Regions from separate parts of the Sus scrofa genome. Here region 2 is linked to region 1. The links are chromatin contacts, called in public Hi-C maps. All regions are on one chromosome and are shown on one strand. Each heading gives the region's core, a stretch centred on a gene start, on an enhancer-like site or on the middle of the called end of the contact. The rest is flanking DNA. Distances are from core to core; before and after follow the strand shown. Region 1 overlaps METTL13 (methyltransferase like 13). Region 2 overlaps DNM3 (dynamin-3).

Evidence for each region. A called contact is a pair of places that touch in the nucleus more often than the background predicts.
Region 2: a Hi-C map of fetal liver shows a contact between it and region 1, with 2.2 times the contacts expected there. The contact joins two enhancer-like sites. A contact is called at or near these places in 2 of 47 Hi-C or Micro-C datasets (fetal liver and omental adipose tissue) and 1 of 2 datasets of contacts at active chromatin or transcription factors (skeletal muscle).

The regions. Positions count from the first base shown.
Region 1 is chr9:114,206,150-114,213,714 of Sscrofa11.1, forward strand. METTL13 (methyltransferase like 13) reads left to right here. Exons shown (of 8, transcript NM_001244726.1): 3 at 647-846; 4 at 2,637-2,832; 5 at 5,455-5,622; 6 at 7,487-7,565. Among named protein-coding and RNA genes, the nearest start is that of METTL13, 7.4 kb to the left of the region's middle. Within about 2 kb of position 2,997, at least 3 of the 83 cell types and tissues checked have an H3K27ac peak or open chromatin away from gene starts, as enhancers often do. A contact at or near this core is called in fetal liver, where this site is marked.
Region 2 is chr9:114,383,889-114,391,453 of Sscrofa11.1, forward strand. It overlaps DNM3 (dynamin-3), which reads left to right. Exons shown (of 20, transcript XM_021063646.1): 3 at 6,475-6,624. Among named protein-coding and RNA genes, the nearest start is that of DNM3, 120 kb to the left of the region's middle. Within about 2 kb of position 3,538, at least 4 of the 83 cell types and tissues checked have an H3K27ac peak or open chromatin away from gene starts, as enhancers often do. A contact at or near this core is called in fetal liver, where this site is marked.

The DNA of each region.
Region 1 (7,565 bases), core at 1,747-4,246:
TTAACCGCTGAGCCATGACGGGAACTCCCATAAGTAGAATATTCTTAACAAGCATGAGGTGTTGATATGTCGTGCTGGTAATTTGTTTCCTGATGTCAAATCCATTTTTCCATGTATTTTTGTATCGTCAGTGTCCACCTGTGGGAATACATGGCACAGTGGACCTGAGCATGGAGTCTGGGGCTGGACTGCCTGGGTTTGAGCCCCAGCTTTGCCAGTTCCCAGCAGTGTGAACTTGAGCAAAGAATGTAACTTCTGTGTCTTAATGTCCTCATTTATAAAATGGGAATAATAATACTCCCTGCATCGCGGGCTCTTGTGAGGATTTGATTAGTTTCTGTTTGTAAACTGCTTGGGATAATTTGTAAAGTGTTAGTATTATTGCTGTTTTTCTTGCCCTGGGTACTTTCCTCCCTCCCCTTAAATACATGCTCACATTTCTTTTCCACACTGGGTCCTCCCATGGCTCTCCTGGCACCTTCTCTGTGGGCATTGTGCACTGGGAATTGATAGCCCCTTGGTAGGTCACAGTTAGAAGGGAAGCTGGGTCTGGCCGGCGGCTGGCTCTCTGCTACATGGGGCATATTTTGTCATGGGCTTTAAACACTTTTCCCTGGATTCCCCGTCAACAAATGCCTCTTTCCAGTCCCCCAGGGTCGGGAGACCGAATGGCTCTTCGGCATGGAGGAGGGCCGGAAGCAACTGGCAGCCAGTGCAGGCTTCAGAAGGTTGATCACAGTGGCCCTTCACCGAGGTCAGCAGTACGAGGGCATGGATAGCATCCAGGCTGAGCTCTCGGCCAGAGTCATGGAGCTGGCCCCAGCCGGAATGCCCGCCCAGCAGCAGGTAACAAAACTTTGGCAGCAGCTTTCATGGTTTTTGTGGAGAAGTCATATCAGCAGCCAGGAAGTCAGAGGGTGTCTTGGAAGGAGCTAGGACTAAGGTCTGTGGCCCTCATCTGTTCCTGGAGGGCATGTCAGGAACCATGAGTGAAGTGGGCAGAAATTACCTTCCCTTGGCCCAGGCAGTGAGAGGAAGGTGAGCGGTTGCCTTCAGCCCCACAGTAGCAGCTTCTGTGTCTGTGGAGCCTCGTAGATGGTAAGAAGTGCTCTCCACCTTGCAGGCTCCAGCTCTTCACACTGTGGATTACTCAGGCTGTGTTTCACCTAACCCACTTTACACGGGACTTCCTTGGCCATTGCTTCTTAGAACCATCATTCTCTGAGGTAGAATGGGAGCGGGCCAGTACAGCTCAGCATAATTTTCAAGATATTAACATTGCCGGTCTGGTATTTCACTGGGAAGGAAACAAAGCTTTTGCCAAAACAATGACATGGTATCATCAGTTGACAGTCTGTTTTGTCCTATCCTGGTAACATAACAAGGTAATTGACAGGTGACTTTATTGCAAGGATTTTATAGAAAGGAGTTTATCCTTCTTGGTGGATGGGCAAACCAAGGTACATGGAGGCTTGGTGCTGTAATAAAAGATCTAAAAGGAAGAACCCAAGCTACTGAGTTCCCAGCCTGTGGTTCTGCCCATTAAGGTGACGTGCTCACAGATGAATGTGGGTTTGATTCTTCCTGGAAGATTTTGGGTTTGGTGTCCAGAGAAACACAAGTCCTATGGGGGTTTGTGACCCTGCCCATTTGTGACCTTCCCTGACCAGTGCCTGTGTCTCTGCAAAGTCAGGAGTCCCTGGTGATTATTATTACTCTTGTAGGTCTTTGAGAAGAAATAGATGTTAAGATGGGAAAGGAAATGGAAAGTTTAGGGGGAAAATAATTTTTTTTCTCCTAATTTTTTCTCTTACTTGGAAAAATGTGGGGAAAAAATAAGAGCAGTAGTTTCTGCTGTGGCTTGATGGGATGGGGGCATCTGTACAGCACTGGGACTGGCACAGTGGGTTAAGGATCTGGCATTGCTGCAGCTGTGGTATAGGTTGTAAGTGGGCTCAGATTCAATCCCTGGTCTAGGAACTCCATATGCTGCAGGGCAGCCAAGATAAAAAAAAAATAAATAAATAAAAAGTAAGGAAGAAATGAAAAATAAAAAAGGAAAAAAAAGATGAGATTGACTGGAGGAAGGGAGAAATTTCTCCCAATTAGGAGTGGTTTCTTTCTTCCTGGATTTTTTTTTTTTTTCCTGGCTGCACCTGCAGTGTGCAAAAATTCCCAGGCCAAGGATTGAATCTTTGCCACAGCAGTGACCCAAGCCACTGTGCCACAAGTCCTAGATTTTCTTATCTTTATCCCTGTTCAGAGTCTTTCCTTCATGATTCTAGTCCTTTCCTGAGGATTCATTCTAACTTTAATTGTTCTGAACTATTGAAAGTCCTCTTAAGGATTACTGTTGGGAAACTCATATTTTTCTTACGTGGAACCAGCTGCATTTCACTGATGGTTTAGGGGACCTTTATTTGTTCAATTGCTTTTCAAAAAGGTGAATTAAACCTTTTGAGATCCATTCAAGTGCCCCAGAACAGTGCTTTAATATAATGGCAGATCCTTGGAGTTGTTGCTGCCCGGGGTCATGGTACTGGGCTTCCTCACATACACACAAGGGGAAGGGATTATAATTTATCCGATTTCTCAGTTGAGCTGGTGTTTTGACCACACCTCTGCTGTTCCTCCAGGTGCCCTTTCTGTCTGTGGGTGGGGACATCGGGGTCCGGACTGTTCAGCACCAAGACTGCAGCCCCTTGAGTGGTGACTACGTCATTGAGGACGTGCAGGGGGATGACAGGCGCTACTTTCGGCGGCTCATCTTCCTGAGCAACAGGAATGTGGTGCAGTCAGAAGCCAGGTTGCTAAAGGACGTGTCTCATAGAGGTGAGGTGTTGTGGGCACAGTGGTGGGGCCCAGGTGTACATGGCCTGGACAGTTTGGGGTGGTGAGAAAGACCTGGGAGCTTGGCAGAGCTGTAGGACAGACCTGCTACCTGTGAGCAGAGGCACTGGGCTCTCAGTCATCCTTTTATCATCAGAGTTCTTAGGGTGTCAGTGGTGATAAGCAAAAGGAGGCGGACTTCTGTTCTTGAGCAAAGCCCGCTCTGCAATGATAAGGAGTAGGGGTGGTGGTTACCCAATAAATGTGATGATCACTTTAATGCCTCCATTTTAAAGGCTGCCTGTTTTACAGGTTGCTCCATATGTGTCTGTAGATCAGTTGGCCTCTGTGAGGTGTGCTAGAAACATGGAGGGTGCAGGTGAGCCCTGCCCTCCTACGTGGTGCCACCTCCTAGCACTGGTTTCAGAGGGTTTCAGAGTTGGCGGGCGCCTTAGCGGTCATCTAGTCCAGTGCCATCCCAGTAGAACATTCTGCATCGGAGGAGATATTTAATATCTGGTCAGCTGTCCAGCAGGGCAGTCATTAACCATATATGGCTACTGAGCACTTGGAGCATTGCTGGTGTGACAGAGGAACTGAATCCTTAGTTTTATTTAATTCTGACTAACTTACATTTAAATGTTTTTAACATTTGCGTGTAAATGGCTACAGATTTGGACAGGGTAGATCTAGACCATGTTCTCTAGGATTCCCTTCAAGTGCTCTCCCAAGTGTTGCTCAGAAATGCCCACTAATGGGTAGAGCAGTAGTTTGTTTCCCCTGCTATTTTCTTGGGCTTGTGCATTTGTATTATAAAAGCAATACTTGCTCATTGTAATCAATTCACAAATCAAATGTATAGAGTAGAAAAAGTGAATGCTTCTCCCCTCCCCTTCTCCAGTACAACTTCCTTTTTGAGGCACAGACTCAGGCTGGAATCTGAAACTGAATCTCCTAATTCCTGGTTGTTTCCTTTGCCTCACCATGCTGTCCTGTTAGCAGGGCCATCTGGAAGGAAGGTGGGAGAGAGCATTCAGAAACCCATAGAGTCACGGGTTTGCCCAGAGACCAGGATTAGGTTACGCTCAGCAGGACAGTTTTCTCTTGAGGGTATGCCCTGGTCAGGTGCACCCATGTTTGTTGGGTACCTGTGCTGTCATTTGGTCACTCTGGCTACAGATTGGTTCAGTTTTGTCTCACCGAAAGCTCAGTAAAATTGCTTCAGAGAACATTTTTTTTTTCCCCCTATGGCCACACCCGTATGGAGATTCCCAGGCTAGGGGTCTAATCGGAGCTGTAGCTGCTGGCCTACGCCAGAGAGCCACAGCAACTCAGGATCTGAGCCGTGTCTGTGACCTACGCTACAGCTCACGGCAATGCCGGATCTTTAACCCACTGAGCAAGGCCAGGGATCGAACCCGCCACCTCATCGTTCCTTGTCGGATTCGTTAACCACTGAGCCACGATGGGAACTCCGCTTCAGAGGACATTTTGCCTCCCAATTTGGGTTTTGGCCTTTCCTTCCCACCGTTATTGTCAAGTTCCTAACCTTCTTAGTAATTCTCATGGGAGTGATCTCCTTCACAGATGTATTGGTGAGCAAGAAGGAGGGTGTGTTAAAAAGTGATTTAAAAGAGTTCCCTGGTGGCCTGGTGGTTAAAGATCTGGTGTTGTCACCTCTGTGGCTCCCGTTACTGCTGTAGCCTGGGTTGGATCCCTGACCTGGGAACTTCTGTTTGCTGGGGGTGTGACCCCGCCCCCCACAAATGATGTAACATCTCTGAAAAGCACACTGCCACTCACCCATCAGTGCCCAAAAGTGCTCTGGAGTATATCTGGTCCCTAGCAAACCCCAGGACCATCTGCTCACTCTGTCCTGGAGAAGTTGAGGGAGTAGATAGAGGGACAGTAGAGGGGCCTTTTGTAGAATATCCCCCCTTCTATGAACATTCGGATGTCCTTGTCTAGTGGGTTGGTGTGTGATACAGTAGAAAGATGAAAGGTATTAGAGACAGGCAGTCCCAGGTTTAAATCCTGGCTGCACTGCCTACTAATTCTGGGCCTAATTAATTAATAACTCTTCAGATCCTCAGTTTTTCCATTTGTCAAGAATTGAAATAGTGTTGTTACTAAAAGCTGCAAGAGTAAAAGACCTAGTATAGTAATTGGCATAGGGGAGGTAATTAGTAACTTTAGGTTCTTTTTCCCTGAAAGGGTTCATGAATCAACTTCCCTTCTCTTAGCTGCTTTGTATTTCTCAGAGGAGAGGCATTGGTACTCTTCTCTTGAGTTTTTGTAGAGTTTTGAGTTTTGGGGTGTTTCTTTGGCTCTTCCCTTTCCTGACTCTCTAGTATCCAGTGGTATGTGTTAAATGTTTAAAAACCATCCCTGGGGAAAAGAAGCCATGATATGTACTGTTTGCCAATTTCTGTGGCATAAAGATGGCCAGCATGGCCAGATTTCATGCTATCAGCATGTCAACCAATTGACAGAATTCCTGTGTATTTAGCATTGGGGTTCCTGAGTCTCAGTAAGCCAGCTTTAGTACATTGCTGCTGGTGTGCTTCGCTTTCCAAGGACAGTGTACCAGGCATATGACTTCATTCATCTCTGTCTCCCATCTAGCCCAGAAGAAGCGGAAAAAGGACAGGAAGAAGCAGCGGCCTACTGACACTCCAGAGGACCTCCCTGCAGCCCCGGGACAGTCCATCGATAAGAGCTACCTGTGCTGTGAACACCACAAAGCCATGATCGCTGGTCTTGCCCTGCTGAGGAACCCAGAGCTGCTCCTAGGTGAGGGCGATGCCACTGCCTTCCACAGTAGGGAGCATGTGAGACCACAGAGGTAACCAGTGTCTGCTGCCTTGCAGCTTAGGAACCATGATTACAGGCTGACAGATGCAGATATAGTCATATCTTCTTATTCCAAACATCTTCTAAGTTCATGAACATCCAAAGAAAGTTATTTATTTTCTCTCAAAGCCAAATTGTAATCTCAAAATGGCTCCAACTGCTGATATCTAAATTTTTTTTTTCTATTCATTCATTTAAAAAGTTAGTGTAAAATTAACTACAATTAAAAAAATTAGGAGTTCCTGTCATGGCTCAGTGGTTAACAAATCCAACTAGGAACCATAAAGTTGTGGGTTTGATCCCTGGCCTCGCTCAGTGGGTTAAGGATCCAGCGTTGCCGTGAGCTGTGGTGTGGGTTGCAGATGTGGCTCGGATCTGGTGTTGCTGTGGCTGTGGTGTAGACTGGTGGCTACAGCTCCAATTAGACCCCTAGCCTGGGAACCTCCATGTGCCGTGGGTGCAGCCCTAGAAAAGACAAAAAAAAAAAAAATTAATGTATAAAACACATTCGATGAGATCGATAAAGTACACAGAGTGAAGTTGTTCAGCTTGGTGAATTTTTGCATGTCTGTATACCCATGTAACCAGATGGAACGTTTAAAAATCACATCTCTGGAGAGACACCTTTGCATTTTAAGAGAATTTCTGGCTTTTCAATAATGCATTATTTGAGCTTCACATGCAATTCTATCTTGAATTTCTACTTTTTAAGAAAATCCATAGTATAGGTAGTATAATCATAACCTTATCGCTAAGATTAGGTTTGTATCTGACTATAGTAGCAAATAGAGTCATGTTTCTGTTTACTCTTGTAACCGTCTTTACCCAAAGTCCCTGCGTATGTCTTATTGGGACACCCTGTACTTTGGCTTATCTTGGTGTTGATGTATGTTCCTAGAGTATCAGTTCTCACGGTTTTTTGTTTTTTTTTTTGTTTTTTTTTTTGTTTTTTTGTCTTTTTGCCATTTCTAGGGCCGCTCCCGTGGCATATGAAGGTTCCCAGAATAGGGGTCGAACTGAAGCTGTAGCCACCGGCCTACGCCAGAGTCACAGCAACGCGGGATCCAAGCCACGTCTGCAACCTACACCATAGCTCACGGCAACACCAGATCCTTAACCCACTGAGCAAGGTCAGGGATCGAACCCACAACCTCATGGTTCCTAGTCAGATTCGTTAACCACTGAGCCATGACGGGAGCTCCTCAGTTCTTACGTTTAATCTTCAAGGTCTGTCTTCTTTTGGTGATTCTTTCCTGTTTCTTACCTTTTTTCCACGCCTCTGTGGTTGCTGTGATTTCTCTGTGCTTAGGTGTTCGATTTGGGTCTTTGTTTTCCTCTGATTTCTGGAACTTGGATGGATTGCTCTCACTTGGTTGATGTGTCTGAGAAGGCAGTTGTGGCCTTTGAGTTGAAAGCTGGGCAGAGGGCATCCCATCTGCCCTGCACTGTGATCATGAACAGGATGTTAGCCATTGTGCCTCCTGTTTCTTAGAGGGGTTCAATAATGCTTGTAGTGGGGACTGGTGCTATAATGTTAGCTAAGTGCTTTGGGATCTTTAAGGGGCCATAATACAGTGGTTCATCTTCTAGATCTAGTAAAGAAAGGATTGTGAGGCCAGGGTTGAGTTTCCAGATGTCAGATGACTCCTACATTTCTAGAAAGAGACAGGGGGGGTCAAGTCTCTAAATCTTGTATCCCCTGGGCAGAGCCAACAGTCTGACTCCCTCTTTTGCCCTCCCCAAGGCTGGTATGAAACTTGACAGTGAACAGATGATAAAGTGATGCTTTTATTCTTTATTACAGAGAGCCCCCTGGCATTACTGGTGGTAGGCCTGGGTGGGGGCAGCCTCCCCCTCTTTGTCCACGATCATTTCCCAAAGTC
Region 2 (7,565 bases), core at 2,288-4,787, 180 kb after region 1:
GTCATGAACCCAGCTAGTATCCACGAAGATGTGGGTTTGATCCCTGGCCTTGTTCAACAGGTTAAGGATCCGGTGTTACCGTGAGCTGTGGTGTAGGTCGCAGACCCGGCTCAGATCCTGAGCTTCTGTGACTGTGGTGTAGGACAGCAACTGCAGCTCTGATTCAACCCCATATGGGAACTTCCATATGCTGCGGGTGAGGCCCTAAAAAAGACAAATTTTTTTAGAAATAAAATTCCAGATAAAGTGTTAAGGACCTCAGTTCTTAGAATAAAGATTGGCTAGAGGTTATATGTATGTGTTCCATAGTTGTTTTTTCTACTTAACCTTGATTAATTGAAACATATGCGTATTTTCCCCATAGAAGGGCCATATTGGAAATATTTAAATTCTTATGGTCATGCTGTGCTTTTCACAGATGACTGGAATGATGCCCAGGCTTAAGCCATATCATCCTTCCCCCAAATAATTTGTCAGCTGTTTAACCTAGTGTTATTTGTTTTTCATGATCAGCAGAAATGACAGTGCTAAAATGTTTTATAGGAAAAAAAGAATAAAATACAGTGGTAGCTTTGATTTTTTAATATCCTCTCCCCCCAAATCATTTTTTGATATAAAAATGTATCTTAATGTTTGTTTCAAATGTAGGCTATTTTTAACATTGGGAAACCAGGAAAAATTTTAAAAACTTGGAGTCTTATTTTGTGAAACTGAAAACACACTATGGATTTCAGCAGATAGGTTCTACTGACACTCAGTAGAATTTCATGGATGCATTATCAGGCTTTTAATGCTTATGTGCACATAGCCTTCATTCTTTATATGAGCTTGTGGCTAAGAGATTTAATCACTCTCTATTCAGATTGAACTTGGGCTGAAGCCTGGAATTGTTTGAGAAAGAGATCATTTATGTGCCTGACTACCAAGCATTCAGAGTGAAAGGAACACTGAGAACATGCCAAGAGAGCTTGTACCAGTGGAAATTGTACCTTTCTATAAGAAAGAATGTATCTCAGGACCATAAGATGAGATTCGTTAGGCCTTCAGACGTATTAGTTTACTATAGTATAAAAGTCTCAGAAGACACACATTTACCAGCTCTTAAAAAGTCTAGCTATTGAAAAGCTAGTGCAGCCTGTCCCATAGAGTTGGTTTGGGTGTTAGAATTTCCTTCATCCCCCAAATCCTGTGAACATTCTTCTTCAGAGGTGAGTATAGTAAGTAATTAATTGCTTTTGTGATAATCCTTTCCAAGACTTTCATTGATAATTTTGTCTTTGGATAGCAGGCGGTAAAGCTGTGACCTTTAAATTCTGCTTACTATGTTGCTAGTAGCACTCACCTTATTGACGGTGTAATCCTGTAGCGTGAATTGTGAAGTATGGTTATGGTTGCCATGCTTTTCTAATTGGAATGCAGTCTATGTGGTCTGACAATTATCCCTGTACTGTTAGTGACAAGAGGACATAGACCTTTGAGTCCCTGGATTTGGGAGGAGGACATATTAGAGGAAGCTCCTTTCTGTTAACTAAGATTAGATTATCCCTGAATTTTTCTGTCCTATAGAATGTATTATTTCCCAGGAAGCCCTTTGAGATCCATAGCGAAAGGGATTTTGTGGATCTTGCCCCATTAGTCCTTCTGATATGCTGGGCAGGTGTGAAGGTTTGACTCCCAGTAATGGACATAGTTTAGACCCAAGTTGACATTCCTACTATGGTTATGCTTTGGTCATTGATTTAAGATCACTCTATGGGTATATGTGTATGTGTGTGATGTATTTTGTGGTATAAACAATACTATTTGTAGGGCTTAACCAGTGAGAATACATGCAGAAATATATTTAAAAACGTTTTATTACAGTTGAAGTACAGTGTTGTGCCAATTTCTGCTGTACATCAAAGTGACCCAGTCCCTCTCTGTCACACACACACACACACACACACACACACACACTCCCTTTCTTATATTATCTTCCATCATGGTCTGTCTCAAGAAGAAATATTTTTTAAAGATTTAAAATGACTAGAAAATAGGATCAATCCCCATTTTCACCTGATGAATTTCATATGCTTCCCCCACCATCAGTTCTACCTGTTTGTCTCATCCATCAATATTCATTATTGTGTTTCCTTCCTGTTTCCATTGATGAACTGGAATGTTCCTTTCCAGTGCTTCCCATCTCCTTTTCCTGAAGACATCATTTCAGCATGTGTCCCTTCTTACTTGTGCATCATCAGCTCTCCCTCAGGACTGGATGAATACCATCAGCCTGTGAACATGCTATTAGTTTGCTCATCTTTATAAAACCCTCTCTTGACTTCATATCCCTCTCCTGATGCCCTCTCACTTCTTTCCTCTCCTTTACAATGCAACTTCTTAAAGGAATTGTCTACAACCAGTCTCCTTTTCCTTTCCTCCCATTCTCTCTGATATCTATTCCACCCCACTCCACTGTAACAGTGCTTTTTCAGCATCCTGAAAGTCCCTCAGGTTGCCCAATTTTATGATCCATGCTTTGTTCTCATTCTTACCTGACATGTTGGAGTAGAAAGTCTCCTTTCATGAAACATCCTCTTTCCATGACTTTGAGTCGCCTCTCTCTGGGTTTTTCTCCTATCTTGTCGACCACTCCAGCTTACTTTCCATTTCCTGACTGCTAAACGTTGGAAAACCAAGGGGCCAGTGCTCTGACCTCTTCCTTATCTAAGATTCTCACATAGTGATCTCATTCCCTTGCCTAACTGTAATGAATTCCAAATATATATCTCTAGCTTAGACTTCTCTCTAGATGAGTCGCTCACATTTTCAGCCCCAAAGGCATTTTTGTGCTAATTAGAAAAAGCTACCTTTTCCTCAAGCCCTTGACTGCCATCTTCTGGAAAAATTTCAGAGTAGAAATTTATTACTTATCTTATGATACCAATGTGAATTATGCCTCTTTCAGCTGCTTGATCCTCAGCCGTTAGCAGCGGTTCCGTTTCTCCATGTGGGTGGCATGTAGTAGGTATCACAAGCTCAGTGGTTCCCAAACTGAACTCTTAATCCCCAGTCCCATCTTCCTGACACCTTTCTTTTCTTTTCTTGAATAGAAGTAGTCTTTCCTATTAAAAATTCTTCCCGTTGCTGAGGTCAAACTCCTTGAAGTTAGCCTCAACTCCTCTTTCTCCCATACCCCTCCTTTAATCCTTCAGCAAATCCTGATGGTTTTTCCTTCAGATACCTCAGAATGTAACCACTTCTCACTACTCCCACTGCTCCCACCCAGGTCCAAGTTCTATCATCTCACCATTATTATTCGGATAGCCAGCTTCTTCTCTTATGCCTCATTGTCTTTTCTCAACACAGCAGTTCAATTATTTATTTAAAACCTAGTTCACGTCATGTTTCCCCTTCTCCCTAAATCCTCAAAGGGCTCTACCATTCATTTAGAGTAAAAACCAAAGTCTTTAAAGTGGCCCACAGGCCCTACACCATCCAGGTCTGTACCACAGCTCTGACCTCATCTCCCACCCCTCTCCCCATGCTCTGTGCTCAGGCATGTTGCCCTCCTTCCTCTTCCTCTAATATATGCCAAGAGTGCCTCAGGCACCATGCCAGGATCTTCTTATGTAAAGCATGGCTTCTTAAGTCTTTGCTCAGATGTCAATTTATCGTATTGGAGAAGCCTTCCTCGACCAACACATTTAACGAAGCGACTCCCCTTCCGCAGTATTTAGTATCTCCCTTCTCAGTTTTCTCCATAGCATTTATCGTCTGGCACATACATTATTTACTGTTTCATCTCGCTAAAATCTATGCTTCATGAGGCTAAAGACTAATTTTTACCCCTCTACTATATCCCAAGTTTCTAAAACAATTCCTGACAAGGAACTCAATAAATAATAAAAGAATGAACACCAACATCCCTAAATCTCTCTGTGGAACCCTATCCTTAAAAAGACACGAAGGTTTGGAATGGTCCTTCACAATTCCAGTTTCTCAATTCCAAGATAAAAGCATTTTCAGAAGTCCCAGAATGAATTTAAAATCTAATTTGAAAACTGCATTGACTTTAAAGCTTTCTGGAAGGGACTTAGTTTACCATAGAGAAAGCAAGTCGGCGCCATCTAGTGGCAACAAGAGAAGTATACATTTGTGTTACTTGAATTAGTGATTAGAAACATAATTGAAAAAGTAGTCTTTGATCCTTATTAATCTATGAAGATAATTACAGTGCTCTCAGGTTTACATTCTCAAAAGTTTGCATTTTCCACAGAATATGTTGAATTTTGAAAAAGTACTGTTTTGTTTCTTCTAAATTATTTATTACTTATTTTTACTTCCAAATTTTTGTTTTTTAGGATCTGACATTCATTGTTCCTCTTTATTTTTCTAAATGTTTTATCCTCTACTTCTCTTTAAACTCTTACATGTTACTGTCCTAGCTACAGAGTGGGTAAATAAAGGCTCTATCTTTTAAAGGTTGATATTCTAATAGAAACAGCACCTCTGAGAGTAAACATCTGAAAGAACATGCCATATGATGCAGTCATCTCTTCAGGCCAGGCTTCTGAAGGCTACTGAAGCTTAATTATTGTGTATGCTTCCACCGTTGAGGCATGAGCTTTTGGGAGTCCTAGCTTGCTGTCGTTCAGGAAGTGGAACTTATTACTGTATGGAGAAACGAAGACAGAAAAATATTCACGTCCACCCACATTGACAGGAAAGACAGAAATTAAGTAAAGTCTCTGACCGTCATGCTCACATTCAAAACGTTAGGTCATTACAGTTCTTTGGAAAATTAAAGCAGAAATTCATTAGTTCTACCTCAGGAGCCTGTGACCTTTCTAGTCCTGAGTTAGCTGGAGGGGGCCTGGGAAATTTGTGTCTGCCACCAAGAGGCCTGAGCAATGATCAGACAAACTAAGAAAGGATATCGGATAAGCAGAGGGTGTTGGGGGGGGCGGGTAGGTGTGGAGAGGAACTCTGTATGCCAAAGCTCAGATTAGTCCCAGACTTTTCAAATGGAAGAGGACTTTTTGTCTGAGAAGCTCCAGGGGGTAAAGGTTGGACCAAGGAAATGTGATAAGAAAACAAATCTCATACCAACATTAAGAAACATTTTCCAATAAGGTTTTTTTTTTTTCCCCAAAGAGATCAAATCCTCGGTTCCCCATCGGTGGGAAGGTCCAAGCAGAGGCTAGATGAAAACCTGCCAGGGTTTTTTTTTTGACGCTATTAAGAGTCTCTGATTCTCTGAATGACCTTGCTTTCTCTGTATACACCAAAACCCTCTTCACTCTTCAGTACTCACTTCATACCCCATTTGTTTTTTTGGACACTGCTTTTTGAAGCCATCTTTCCTATCTTTGTGTTTCCTTTCACTTTAGATCTAGATCAGCACTTACTTCATGCTACCTGTGTTCACTGATGCTAGGCTATTTGAAGACAGGGGACCACATCTTGTAGTTGTCTCCCTATTGGGCTTGCCATGTAGTAGGTGAAGGTTAAATATTTATGGTAGAGAATGGTAGAAAGACTACCAAAAATTGTTTCAGCTGATATCTGGGCCCAAGATACTTAGCCTTAGTCTAACTCTTCAGCCCAAGATACTTAGCCTTAGTCTAATTTTTCAGCTAGTTGTTAGGGAAATTAAAATATTTGTTAAGTCTGTTCCCTTGTTAAAATTATAAAATTTTATAATTTTATAGTTCTTGTAGTATCAGTTCTCTTTTTTTTGAGATGTGTTATTTATCATACACTTGACACCACTGGAAGCTGATACAGAAGTTGATAGTACAACAGTTTTAAGATGTTTCCGAATTTAAAAAAAACCTAATTTTATATTATGTAGTTATTTTAGAATTTTTCCTTCTGCCTATAGATACTGACTTTTTAAAAAAAAAAAGATTGCAGGTAAATAGTTTTTTTGATATAATATTTTTTTTGAGAAAATATCTTTTTAATTACAGAATTTTGTATTGTATTTTGAATAGTATATTTTAAAGCTAAAATGTTCCACATTTTTAAGAAGAATTAAGCGAACTTTGTTTCTAAATCGTCTTTCCTTCTGAAGCTATATTTATATAATTTAGCATTCCATCATAATAAAGTGGTGATATTGAAAAAGGACATGCTAATAGGATTAGTAAGTAGGCTTTTTGTGTATCCTGCATCTAATTTCTTTGACAATTGGTTGCTGTTATTTTATCAGAGGCCCCAAATTCTCTTTATTTAATGGGCTAGATGGTTTCAGCACTGCTTATAACACTTAATTGCTTCTCTGCAAATTAGAAAATTTAGCATTCTTAGCATTTGTGCTATGTTTAATATTTCTAAAGTATTGTGCTTCTTAGTAACTGCTGTGTTCTCTAATTGTGATGGCTGAAAAGACAATATTAGATACTTTGACTTGTAATTAAAGAAGCATTGTTTCCTTGTAATTACTGCTAGAGTACATGAAATTTAGGTTGTATTAATTTATCTTTGTAGAATATGCTGAATTTCTACATTGCAAAGGAAAAAAATTTACAGATTTTGATGAAGTTCGCCATGAGATTGAAGTAGAAACAGATCGAGTAACTGGGATGAATAAAGGCATTTCCTCCGTACCCATTAATTTACGAGTCTATTCCCCACATGGTAAGTAAAATAACGAAATTCCAAATTCTTGTACTCGAAAATTTCCACTATATTAATCAATGTACATTATTTATGGACTATGGTTTGTTTTCTCAAAAAAATACCAAGTTTCTAGGGTTATGCTTAGTCACTTCTGTAAACAGTATGACCCAACAGCTCATCGATTTATTTATGGGGAGGCAGGAGGAGATGACTTTTAAAAGAGAAATTAATAATTCATTTAAAAAAGGTTTACTTTGAACTTTCAGAAGTCTAAAGAGATATGCATGAAAACTTCCATTTTTAATATCTTCATTCTTTGCAGAAGTCTTAGGGGTGCATGGTTCTATGGTTGAGTCTTCCCTCATGAATCTTCTTCCAGTCCTGTATATTCCTATTTAGTCTCTTCCTGAGGAATCAACTGGGATTTTTTTTTTTCCAGATTGTCAGCAGAAACTTATAAATCACATAACTAGTTCATAACTCAGATACATTCAAGAATAGCCTCCATTCTGACTTATATTTTAGTGGGGCAGATTTTGATCTCTGATCTTATATCCAGCTCTGTTGCTTTTAAAAAGGAGCATGAATGACATACACTCAATTATGACTTCCCAAGAGGATATGGTGGCAACATTTTTGTGTGCATAGAGAGGGATAGCCAGGTCAGGGCTGGAGTCACTGACTCAGTAGTGTCCTGCACTCCCAAATGGTGCTACAGGAATCTGGCTCTATAACCTGCACACTAACCTCAAGACCCCATGAGGTTCATGGCTTTCCAATAGACTACGTGGTCAATACTGTAAATAACATAAGATGCTTTTAAAGGGAAGCACAAATCTTACCCTGAGAATTTTTATACCATTTGAAGGCAAAGTGCAAGACTGAGAGACAGCATATTCAGTTATTGTTCAGTATTTGAATTTCATCCCCCCCCCGGTTAAAGATATGACAGATCTCTG